Linked DNA regions of Sus scrofa: all the other regions are linked to region 2. The links are chromatin contacts, called in public Hi-C and promoter capture Hi-C maps. All regions are on one chromosome and are shown on one strand. Each heading gives the region's core, a stretch centred on a gene start, on an enhancer-like site or on the middle of the called end of the contact. The rest is flanking DNA. Distances are from core to core; before and after follow the strand shown. Region 1 holds the start of C1QL4 (complement C1q-like protein 4). Region 2 holds the start of KCNH3 (potassium voltage-gated channel subfamily H member 3). Region 3 holds the start of FMNL3 (formin-like protein 3). Region 4 holds the start of SPATS2 (spermatogenesis-associated serine-rich protein 2).

Region 1 (2,916 bases), core at 117-2,616, 180 kb before region 2:
CCACCTCCACTCCCTGGGGCTTCTCAATTCCTCTACTGTGTCCCAGATCTTGAGCTGAGTCTTTGGGGCTTTTCTCTCAAGCTAAAGCAGCAGCGACCCCGACTCTGGCCACAGAGGCAGGAACCAGGCCCGGGTCCAAAGCTTCTGCTTTATCTGTGTGTTTCCTCTTTCCTTCTCCCAAATTCGTTCCCACAAGCCACCTGGGTGGCCCCTGAGCTGCCACATTTCCCATCTCTGCCCACTGACTCAGTCTTAGCTGAGGGTAAGGCCCACTCTAGAATTAGCCGCAGGCCCTGGGACTAGCAACAGAGTTGCCCGAAAAATGAGCGCGTGTTTCCTTCCTTTTTTACCTTATCCTCGAAAATCCAAGCTTAATCTCCCCACAAGGGAACAGCTACCAACGGCCCACTGCCTGAAACCCGGATTCCACGCTAATTCGAAGGAGCCAGAACCCAAAGGCCAGGAGGGTTGTCCAAGACAGCAAGAAAAAGAGGCTAATTGGCAGGATGAGATACCAAAGAGGTTTGGTGCATAGCTGCCTAAGGTGGAAGCGTGAGGTAGCAACTGCAGATACAGTAAGCTCTGAGTTTGAATTCTGACACCATTCCTAAAGTCCCACGAGCCTCTGGGCAGGTCATTTTCCTTTCTTCCGCCCCTAATTCTTTTTTGACTAAAGGAAGTGGTTTCTAAGTTCTTGGCCACCTGGCTTTCTTGCTGGTAGTGACGCTGATTAGGGGAGAGGCCCGGTAGTGTAAGGAACGCGGGGAGATTTAGAAAGCCACCCAGTCTGGGGCTGGGGAGAGGCATCTCACCTGTCCATTCTTCATCAGGTCGGCCCACATGCTGGTGCCGTCACCGCCACGCATGAGCACATGGTAAGCGAAGAAGTAGACACCCGGCATGGGGCAGGTGAACTTGCCACTGGCCGCCTCATAAGCGTTGCCCACGTTGGTCACTACGTCGTCGAATCGCAGCACCTCATAACCCTCGTGGGGTCGCCGAAGGCCCGCATAGAAGGCTATTCGAGGCACATAGCCCGCAGGGGGCGCCACCCCGCCGGGGCCTGGGCCGGGAGGGCCCGGGGGACCCGGCCTGCCCGGCTCTCCTGGAGGTCCTCTGGGACCTGGTGGTCCCGGGGGCCCTCGCAGACCTGCCTTCCCGCGCCGGCCCATCTCCCCCTTGGCGCCCGGAGGGAAGGGGGGCACGGAGGCGGGCGCGCCGTCGGGTCCTGGACCTCGCTGCCCATGCGGGTCGCACACCATGCGGCAGCGACCCAGCATCTCGTAGTGCGCTGGCCCGCGGGAGCTGTGCACTAGCAGCGGAATGGCCACCAGCAGCAGCAGCACCATGGCCACCCCGACGGCCGCGCCCGCCACCCGCTTGCGGCGGCTCAGCCGCGACGCGGCCAGGGCCAGCAGATCCTCCTCACTCTTGGGCGCAATGGCGGCGGAGGCCCGGGGCTCTCCGCGGGCCCCGGAGGCGGTGGCCGGGCTCGGGCCTGGATCGGGAGCCCCCCGACGGCTGCGCCCGGCCCCCCCGCCCCGGCGGGCTCCCGCTTCAGCGGTGCTGTTTCCCAAACCTTCCGTCAAGGCGGAGGTTCCCCCGTGGGTTGGGCCAGGGGCAGCTCGCGACGGTTCAGAGTCCGTGGTCCTCTGTTACCCTCTCGGTCTAATGGTCCTGGGCGCCTGCAATCCGCGGCTCCTCGGACGGCTGGTTTCTTACAGATCTGGGATGCCTGCTCTCCGGACAGCTGCTTTCTCAAGGATGGCGGCGCCTAGGTTCTCGGCTACCCAGACGGATCGCTCCCGGCCGGAGCTCGGACTACTCTCGGCTCTCTGGACGTCCCGGGCTCTGCGGTGCGGGTGGCGCTCACCGGACGCGACCTCCTCGTAGGTTGGCGCTCTGGCTCTCGGCGAGCCCTGACCCACCTTTCTACCCCAGCCGCGGCCCCAGCCCCTGCTGGAGCCCTGGCCCCGCGTCTCTCTCCGGTTAGCACTCTCCCTCTCCGCGTCCCTAACCTTCCTCCCCTCCCTCCCGGGGCGGCAGTGCGGGTGGTGTGAGCCGCCGCGCGGCGGGAGCCGCTATAAGCGGCCGGGGGGCGGAGCGACCCCTGGCGTCCAGAGCGGGAAGCGCGGAGGCGGGGCAGGCAGCGGCCTCCACCCGCGTCCCCCCAGCCTCTCGGTTCCTGCCCGGCTCTAAGCCAATTTTGCTCGGATTCACTGCGCCCACCCTATCTTTACTTTCACCCTCTACCCTGAGTTTCTCAGAGCCCGGAGGAGGCCAGAAAACAGCAATGGGATAAAAAGGGGTTGAGACACACACATACACGCACACAGCAGAGGTGGAGGCCAGAGTGAAAAAGCGCCCTCCCTACCCCATCCCCAAAAGAAAAAAAAAAAAATCCCACAAACAAAAAAGGCTAGGAAAAAACCCAGAAATTTGCCACCGCACGCCCCTCACTGCCCATGACTGAATAACATATGGTAAAGGGTTCAACGGGTTGGTGTCGGTCTGAACTGGAAAAGGAACATCTCCAGGGACCCCTATGCTCGGGCCCCCAATGTTGGGGGGCGGGGGGCGCGGAGCAATCGAGAGAGCGAGGGAACAGAGAGAACGAGAAAATAGACCAGCCTCGGGGAGCGAGCAGGAAACTGACAGGAGAGCAGAGAAGGAGCTACAGAGAAATCAAAGAGACAGAAAGCCACATAGAGACACAGAGACAGAGACAAAGCTTGGAAAAGAGACTAACTGACAGCCCCAGAGGGGGAGAGGGAGAGACAGAGATGGAGAGAGAGAGACGGGAGACAAGACAGGTTGACAGATCGAGAGAGAAATGTAAATGGCGCGCTGCAGAGAGACACCCAGGTCCGTGTTCGGACTCCAATGTGACATATCAACTGTGGGGAAGACGTGGAG
Region 2 (3,016 bases), core at 484-2,983:
CCTGAGGTTGGGAGACTGTCAGGGCTGGAATGTTAGCTCAGCCATTTACCAACTTAGTTGCCTTGAGCAAGTCTCTCTAGCCCTCCTTTGTGAGAAGGAGTGTAATTAGCATCTACTCTGCAGGATACACGGGGCTCCTATAAGATTCAAAATCATAATATTTACATGTTGCAAATGTCACACCCTGTTCTGGATCCTTTAATCTTTTAATCTTCCTGACAGTCCTCTGCTGTAGTTATTACTGTTCCCATTTCACAGAGGGGAAAATTAAGTCCGCAGGAAAAATCACAACAGCAAGTGACAGAACTATATTCAAACCTCGGTAAGTAGCCTGGTTCTCAAGCTGGCTGCTTTCAACCAAAGCCTCATCCTGTCTCTCAAGGCGGGCTGATTCCTAAACCACAGGCACCCTCTCCTTAGCAGTAGGCTTGAACGTCGCCTGGAGGGGCATTGACGAGCCCTAGTGGGAGGGGTTTACTGTGCAGCCCGAATCTCGTGGGGGGTGAGGGGGCAGGAGCTAAGAGCCAGATCTGCGGACTCCTTAGGGTCTCCTTGGCGGGATTCCAGAATTCAGAAGACTGGGGGAGGGGGACGCTCTCTCCCTCCCCTCCGCCAGCACCAGCTCATTTTAATACGGGTGCCTGGGGCTTTGGCCCTCGCCGCAGATGAGGGGTGGGTGGAGCGGGGGACCCTCCTTTCTTTCCGATGCTGATGACTGTGGATGTGTCTCCTAGAGGGGTGGGGGTGCTGAGCCTCCCGCCTCACTCGTTCGGGAACAAATTGCTGTTTTGGCCCCGGCGGTTCCTTTGGGCGCGGGCGGTAGCCGCGCTCGCTGGCAAACCGTGGGAGGGAGGAGGAGCGGCACTGGCAGCGAGAGGCTGGAGGAACCGACGCGGCGCGGGAGACCAGCGAGAGACTGCCGCCCCGGGCCCGGCTCCGCGCCGCCTGCCGGGCCCTCCTCCCTCCTCCCTCGCTAGAGGGGGAGGGTCCCTGCAGGCTCCGCTGCGCAAAGCCCAGTTCTCTAGGATTGAAGGGGCCGGGGCAACGGAGACTCGGTCCTTTCACTCCCCGCTCGCAAGAACCCACTAGCACCAGGTTAGGAAGTTTCCTGCAGCGTCCGACATCTACAGTCCCCTGTATTTGCAAGCTGACCTTTCAGCGCAGCCTGGGAGCGGCACAGCTTGACAAAGAGAAGCACAAGGCCGAGACAAAGGATCTGGGGCGACCCCCTCCTCACACACACCTCTTTACCACCCCTACCTCCCGGGCACACAAGAGAGCGTCTAAACCCTATTTCCAAGACTACCCGCCCTCCAATTTCCGGACAGCCTCAGCCTGCCGCAGCAACACCTAGCAATGGATCAATCCATTTTCCGGAGGGTCAAGTTGAGGCTAAGAAAGGCTTGGATGCCTAGAAGCTGGGTTTAGACCCCTTCCCCCAAAACTCCTTTTAGACTTCCCCTGGCCCAACCTCCACCAACCACCGGCCTTCACCACCTCCGCCTGCTGGCCCAGCCCCCTTTCCCATTACATTTTTTCCTAGGGGAAAGCTTCTTCTAAAACCAGCAGCCCCTGCTCAACCCCCGCCTGAGCTCCCCTCAGGTCCCTCTGGGGGAGGAGAGGCTGCCAGGCTCTCTGAGAACCCCCATGCTGCAGAGAAAGACGCCTCGCCCCTGCGGCTGAGTCAGCCCGAACGGGACCAGGCGCTCGCCCAGCGTTCTCAGAGGGGCGGGCGGGGCCGCTCGGGGCGGCCCGGGCGGCCCGAGTGGCCGGGGTAGGAAGGGAGGGCACTGCCTCTCCGCCCCCTTCCCCAGGTCCCGAGGGGAGGGGAATCCCTCGGCGGGAGGCCTGTCCCTTTAAGGAGGCGGCCCTGCCTGGGTGTGCCCTGTCTCCATGGTTACTCCGGTGCAGGCGGCGGGCGCCGGAGGGAGGGAGGGAGGCTGCCGCTTCTCCCCGACAGACGGAGGGAGCTGCGGGGATCCGGTGCTGAGCGAAACCCGAGCAGTAACCGGCCCGCAGTCGAAACGGGAGCCGCTGTCACCGTCGCCGAGAGCTGAAGGTGCCGAGAGCACAGCGGGCGCCGAGCGGGGAGTCCGGGATTCGTGGGCGGCCAGGGCGCAAGGAGCCGCGCGCCATGCTCCCGGCCTCGACGGCGGGGACGCCCCCTCGCTCGCAGGCGGCTGGAGGGACCTGCGAGCCCCGGGTAGGCACTGCGCCCCGACGGCTGCGCTAGGGGGCGCGGGGCCCGGCGGGGGGCGGCCGAGCTGGACGCCCTCCCCCGGCGCTGAGCCCCCGCGCCCCGGAGGGATGGGGCGGGCGGCTACCGCCGCCTAAGATGCCGGCCATGCGGGGACTCCTGGCGCCTCAGAACACTTTCCTGGACACCATCGCCACGCGCTTCGACGGCACGCGTGAGTTTGACCCTCGCCGCCCTGGCTCCCGGACCAGTTGACCCGGCCAGGGTTCCCGCCAGTCCTGCAACCCCACTTGGACATAGCCTGGCGCCCTTCTGCTCTCGCTCTCCCTTCCCTGAGCCCCACTTTAAGCTGGGACCACTGTGTCCTTCCAAAGGCCGTTTCCGAAAGATTCAGAGTCAACCTGACCCCAGGCCGAGCATGCCGTCTGTTCGTGGAGACGCGAACCCCGACCTAGTCATTATAGCCCGTCCCATCCCCAGGGATAGCCTGGCTCTATCCCACGGACTATCTTTGAACTGGCAGGTTGGGGAGTGAGACCAGGAAGCGGTGCTCAGGGACAGCCCAGAGGCTCAAAGAACCGATTTAGAAAAGAGGTTTGCAAACTGAGATTGGGAGTCAGCAGGACTCAGGTGAGCACTGTTAGTCCAAGCTCACCTCACCATGGTAAACTCACAGCCTCAACCCACGAAGCCCATTTCACCCCAAAAAGATAGGTTTGGAGACTCCCACCAACTGGGGAAGTTTGGAGAAGAACAGAGCTTCTGGATCTTGGGGCTCTGAGCACCGGGAAAGTCGTGAAACCCCCTTCCTCATCCTAC
Region 3 (2,882 bases), core at 367-2,866, 150 kb after region 2:
TCTGCACCATCAGAGTAGGCCAGGATCCCTAGACAGCTTCACTGATGCCAACAGATCTAATCATTCCAAAGCAGATGAAATCCAATAAGGCTGCTAAGTCCACAACTTATTCCTCCTTACAGGCAAAGGCAAAGTCGGCCCTTCAGGCCATAGTAACAATTACTGCAGTACTAACACTGCCTCTTAGAGAGTTCTTTGAGGAACTGGAAACCCTTTCCCCAAGTTTCTCTAAGATTTACCTCTGTTAGTAAATGTTCCATCTCCTAGTTCACTTTCTTTCTCCAAAACTTCATTTTTAGCTCCAACAGATTCTCTGGCTCCATCTCAGTGATACCAGCTCAGATCCTCTCTGTCCACAGAGCCACTGACATCAATGTCCAATTCCCACACCAAAGAATCCCAAAGTCAGCTCTAAAAACTCATCCATACAGATCACTTAGGAACCTACAGAAAGACTAAAAAAAGTACAGCCCCAAAAACCAAACCCAGTCGCTAGGGCTTAACATAAAAAGTGGGGAGGCGGGGGAGGCAGGATGGTTCGTGTATTGTTTCAATTGGAAAAATACACTAGTGAAATGGCTTATCCACATGTTCAGGCCTTTTAGGCAAACCCACTGTAACTTTGCAGGATGCCTGCAGGCCGTTCTGAAAATAAGAGGAATGGCAGCACTCTTTATTCCACCCTCTTCAAGAGCTGCCAGCTCCCCTCCATTCCCTACCCACCCCCCTCTCCCCCAAACATCTGGTCCCGGCTGGGAGTAGGACCCACTCCCTGGAAAGTCTCCATGTTAACATCAGAGGTGGTCTCCCCAGTCAGAGAACGCAGACTTAGGCTGAGGAGTGGGCCGGCCCTGCGCTTCTGAATTCCCCCCGCACCAGCCAGAGGCTTAGGAGTGAGAATTCTAAGGACCTGGGGAGACTGTCAGGGAAGTGGGGCGGGGGGGGGGGGGAGCGAGAAGGGCGGCAGAAGGGGGAGGGGCGAGGAAGAAGTCTGGGTCCCGGGGCGGTCCCGGGCTGGGGACCCCTCCTCTTAAGCGTCCAGCGGTTGAGGCGGTCGGTCGGGAGGTCCCTGATGGGGCTGCTCAGAGGTTCCCGGGAAGGCGCTGGGGGCCGAGGTCTGTCCAAGGCCCTGACTGAAGAGGTGGACCGGACCAAGGGACTCGGGCAAAGTCCCACCTGAGGCGCTGGGACCTGGGGGGGGGGGGGCGGTAGGAGGGGGAAGGGACTAGGCTCGGCTCTTACCAGCACCAAGGCGAACCTCTCCTCCAGCTCACAGGGCTCAGGCATCGGCATCTTGCCGGTCGGCGGCAGCAGCGAGACAGAGGGCGGCTCGCCCGGGCTCCCCTCGGTGCTCTCCAGGTTGCCCATCGCTGCGGGGCCCCCTCGGGGGCCTCAGCCCCCCACCTCCAAGCCCGGGGGTCTTGGGCTGGGCCTGTCGGACTCGGCTCCTCCCTCAGGGCCGGCTACCCTAGTCCCGACTCCTCGGCCGGGTCGGGGGCTGAGGGGCTCCTTAGGGTCCGGCAAGACCCGGAGCGGACAGCGGCACCGAAGCGACCGGCTCCAGCTAAAACCCGCCGCCTCGCCGCTCTCAGCGCGCCGCCCCGGCGCTGCCCCTCCCCGCCCCCCGCGCTCTTTCCCTTCCCCCCCTACTTCGCTTCCTCCCACCCACTCCCGGCCGGGACTCCGGCTTCCCCCCGAGCGCCGACTGCAGCCGCGCGCCCCATTCATGCAGGCCCCGCCTCTCGCCCACGGGCCTCCCGGGCAGCCCGCCTCGCCCCGCCCCCTCCTGAGTCCGATTGACGGCCTCAACTGCCAATCACAGTGCCTCCAGCACCGCGGTGGCCTCGCGCCTGGCGCTTGGCGCGCCCTGGCGGCCCTGGTGCGTATCTAATCATCGCAGTTGCTGAGGGCGTGAGGTGTTGGGTTGGTCCCTGGGAAACGGCCCTTTACCATAATAGCTCATAATATATACAAATAAATAAGATACAGGGCACCGAGTGAACAGATAACTGCAAGAGAAGTAGAAACGTCTAGGATACTCAGAAGTGGGAGAGAGACCACACCTGTTAGAGTCACGGTAAGAGGGAGAATTTGAATCGGGCATTTAGGAATGGGGACTACCTTAACTGCCTGAGACAGGTGAAAAGGATTTAGGAGAGGACCTTACCGACGTTCAAACGTTGATCTGCTTGAATGTGAAAATGGTGAGGCAGGAGAAGGATGCTGCTCTGGGCTAGGTCTATTGGGAGGGTCGTCATTTATGATGTGATGGCCTTCTGTTGTTTCTGCCACCCTGCATACCTCTTCCTCAAGCGATAACATCCCGTCTCCTTTTAGGGAACTACGTTCGCCTGTCCTCAGTCCATGTAGAGCTGAACTTCACCTCCATTCCAGGAGGTCCCATGACCCAGGCCTGGCGAATCAAAGCATTTTCTTCCTCTACCTTTGGAGACTGTTTTAGGAATTGACAGTTGACTTAAGCCAGAATATAAAACTCATTTCTAAGGCTTTCACTGGAATAATCAAGAAAGAGACATTCTCTTGGAGTTCCCATCGTGACTCAGTGGAAACAAATCTGGCTAGCATCCATGAGGACGCAGGTTCGATCCTTGGACTTGCCCTGTAGATTAAGGATCTGGTGTTGCCTTGAGCTGTGGTATAGGTTGAAGAGGTGGTTCAGATCTGGCGTTGCTGTGGCTGTTGTTTAGGCCAGCAGCTGTAGCTCTGATTCAATCTCTAGCCTGGGAACCTCGATGTGCCTCAGGTGTGGCCCTAAAAAGACTTAAAAAAAAAAAAGAGGCAATCTCTTCCCATACCATCACCCATAACACTTCAAGCTTGCTTGAGAATGAAGCCAATGCAGAGGAAAGCAAATGCTAAGG
Region 4 (3,035 bases), core at 476-2,975, 150 kb before region 2:
TTAGTCACTCATTCTCTTTGTTCCTACACCACTCTGCACTTTTCTGTTTCAGCACTTATCACATGATATAGTTAATTATTTAATAGCTTTATCCTCCATTACAACTGGATACCCTCCTTGAGGATAATGATCTAGTTTTATTCTGTTAAGTGACCCACATCTAGAACAATGCCCACTGCTCATTGGGTGATCAATTTATCTAATGAAAAGAGAACAGTTTTACTTCTATTTGAGTCTTTGAAAGATTCAGTAGTAAGCAGCACATGGTATACTGCCCTAACTAGTGGGATGACCTACCTAGTCCTTTTTCTTTAGATCTGTAAATGATATGGGTGGATTAGGTTAGGCATTATTTAACTAGGGGCCAGTGGGCTCCAGAGGATTTTTGATCCTTCACTCCTTGCAAAGTTAAAAACCAAAGGACCTGATGACTTGGCAGAGATTACACTATTCCATTACTTGTCCTGAAACTGTAATAACAAATCTGTGAAAACCAAAACTACACTGTTTCTGTGGTGCCTATATACGCTCATATACACTCTGGCTTGTCATTGGTGCCTGTCCAGAGCCCCTTTTGCTTTGGTCTCAAAAGTTAAGAACACGGGGACAGATTCTTAATCACATTTTCAAGGTTGATTGCCTAAATACCCGACCTTTAAGCCACTCCTAATCATCAACCCCTTTGGCAATGCGGTGAGTGCTTCACACGTGAACACTGTCTAGAAAGGTGCACAATTAGAAATGGTTCTGGCCTTGGGGTGCTTGGGAAACTAACCACGAAGACAGAAGAATATTTAACATAAAGATTCGACCGTCAGTGTAACTGACCACAGCCGCCTAAAGGGATGCAGACAACTCAGTAGACTAGAAATCCAACGAGGAAATGGACTTGGGCAGTTGTGTCCGGGGTCATGGCAGAGGTCCCTCAGTTTGCTCCCGAAGTTATCCTCTGCCCAGCTGGGGAGGTGCACTGCTCCCCACCAACTCCTTACCAGCCTGTATGGATTCCCAGGAGGCTGAGTGGCTACGGAATCAGGACATTTCCCGTAGTCAGTGGTTCTGAAATGGCCTTTTGGAGTAAATCTTGGGTCGGGACAGAGGCAAAAGTGAAAGTGGTGTTAAGCTGTTGGGGCAGAGTCGTGGCACGGGAAGCGGGAGAAGCCTGGGAGACCAAGTCCCCGCCTGGACCTAGAGAGAAAAGCCCCTCTCGAGGTTCCCTTCGAGGCGGCCGCCTTCGGCAACCTCCGGGGAGTTTCGGCTCTTTCCGGCAGTTCCAGCTCAGGCCCTCTACTACCAGCACGCGCTGTGCCCCCCACCCCACTCCGCCCGGCTCTTTCGGGGCACGGGCCATTCTGCACGAGGGCACGATCTCTTGCCCCACCCGTCCTCACGTCCATCTACTTTGTTCCCTACCTATTCCTCCTATCCCTTCCCTTCCTCGTTCTTCCCAATCCCCGGACATCCGAGCTCCCTCAACTCGGGTGCCCGGCCCGGCGGGCAGTGCGAAGCGCGAGGGACCGGTCCACGAGAGGAGCGGTAACCCGACGGACTGGAGGCGCCTCTCTCCGCGAGCTTCCCCGCGCGCAGCTCCTCGGCTGGCCGGCCGCCTCACGCCTCCCTCGCGCACCGGTTGGCTGCAACGGCCTCGAGCTCGGCGCGCCGAGTTCGCGCCGGCGCGAGCACGCGCCCTGTGCGCTGGCTGGCCGGCGCGCACGCGCCCGAGCGGGCTGCGGGGCGGGGCGAAGAGCTCGAGCCCCGGCGAGGTCGGTGTAGATCCGCTGGCACTTCGGCCCCCAGCCGCCGCTGCGATTCCCAGCCCGCCACCCGGCTGAGGAGGGTAGCGAGGAAAGGGGCGGAGGGGCGGGGCGGCGCCCGGCTCCGAGAGAGCTGGGGGAGGAGCGCGGCGGCGACGGAGGTGGCTCTAGAAGAGCCGGAGGAGGCGGCGGAGGAGCTCCTTTCCTCTTCTCAGACCCCGGAGCGTCCCGGACGCAGAGCCGGAACTGGGGGGACGCGGAGACTGCGGAGGCCCGGGGTAGGTGAGGCTGAGGGTGCTGGGCGGAGGGTTGGTGGGGGATGAAGAGGGGCACAGAGGTGTAAAGAGCGGGCTTGAGGGAGGGCACGGGGGAGGGGGCAGTAGTTGGGGGTTGGGGTACCGAGAGGAGGGGGATGTGAGTCCTTGGGACCTGGAGTGCCCAGATGGTGAAAGGTTTCTGGGGTCAGTGGGGCGGGCGGAAGACACCGGGTCCGAATTGGGGGGTTTCCAGAAGCATAGGCCGGGGAAACAATGGAGTGAGGGGGGGACTCTTGGTGTGAGCTTGTGTGGGGCACTGGATTTTAAGAGACGAGAGATCGAAAGGCATGAAAGAATGGATCGTTTGGTATGAGAAGTACAATGAATTGAGAATTCATCGGGGATGCGTAAGGTCAGCTGTGTGGCTATCGGAGGTTCTTAGGATTTGGAGGCAAAGTAGGATTTAAAAATAAGAGATAGAAGGGCATTCTTGGAATTGAGGAGGGGCGGGAAACGGAACGGAAAATAAAGCAAAGAGGGGCAGAGAAAGAAAATAAATGCGGTTTGGATTTGAATTAAAGCGGAAGGGTAAATCCAGTTAGAGAGTATAGGGTAGGTGGACTGGAGTGGCATTTTTCTCCTAATTCATCCAGGATGACTGGCTTCTTTTAGAAGATGGATCTTTCTCTGGCATGTCCCTCTGCCAAGGAGTACAAGACACTCTTAATAATATGGTTATCCTGTGTAGTCCATTTATTTCATTGATAAAACATGCTTGTAATATTTCTTTCCCCTCTGTATAATTTACCTGTGGTTAATGAAGCAAGAGAGGACAGACCACTAAAAATAGGAATTGTGCTTTGAGTTTAGTTATTGATAATGCAGAGTTTAGGATGTTTGGGAGAGAACCACAAGTTTGTTTTTATTTAGCCTTGATAAAATCTAAGTTACTTGTACTTTGTTAGAATTACAGTTTCTCGATGAGAAATGGTCACGTACCACCTGCCACTGGTTTTATGCTTGT

What was found. Promoter capture Hi-C pulls out the DNA fragments that hold promoters and counts their contacts. Hi-C and Micro-C count contacts between places; a contact is called where the count stands out from the background.
Region 1: a Hi-C map of epiblast stem cells shows a contact between it and region 2, with 1.9 times the contacts expected there. The contact joins the promoter of C1QL4 here to the promoter of KCNH3 in region 2. A contact is called at or near these places in 3 of 5 promoter capture datasets (fetal skeletal muscle, liver and skeletal muscle) and 2 of 47 Hi-C or Micro-C datasets (epiblast stem cells and fibroblasts).
Region 3: a contact with region 2 is called in a Hi-C map of liver, with 4 times the contacts expected there. The contact joins the promoter of FMNL3 here to the promoter of KCNH3 in region 2. A contact is called at or near these places in 2 of 47 Hi-C or Micro-C datasets (embryonic fibroblasts and liver).
Region 4: a contact with region 2 is called in a promoter capture Hi-C map of fetal skeletal muscle, with 5 times the contacts expected there. The contact joins the promoter of SPATS2 here to the promoter of KCNH3 in region 2. A contact is called at or near these places in 2 of 5 promoter capture datasets (fetal skeletal muscle and liver) and 1 of 2 datasets of contacts at active chromatin or transcription factors (alveolar macrophages).

Annotation. Positions count from the first base shown.
Region 1 is chr5:15,310,368-15,313,283 of Sscrofa11.1, forward strand. C1QL4 (complement C1q-like protein 4) reads right to left here and starts at 1,367. Exons shown (of 2, transcript XM_003126109.4): 1 at 813-1,367. The coding sequence starts at 1,349.
Region 2 is chr5:15,492,916-15,495,931 of Sscrofa11.1, forward strand. KCNH3 (potassium voltage-gated channel subfamily H member 3) reads left to right here and starts at 1,734. Exons shown (of 15, transcript XM_003481575.4): 1 at 1,734-2,411. The coding sequence starts at 2,336.
Region 3 is chr5:15,644,433-15,647,314 of Sscrofa11.1, forward strand. FMNL3 (formin-like protein 3) reads right to left here and starts at 1,617. Exons shown (of 25, transcript XM_021091615.1): 1 at 1,243-1,617. The coding sequence starts at 1,368.
Region 4 is chr5:15,345,897-15,348,931 of Sscrofa11.1, forward strand. SPATS2 (spermatogenesis-associated serine-rich protein 2) reads left to right here and starts at 1,726. Exons shown (of 13, transcript XM_021091602.1): 1 at 1,726-2,036.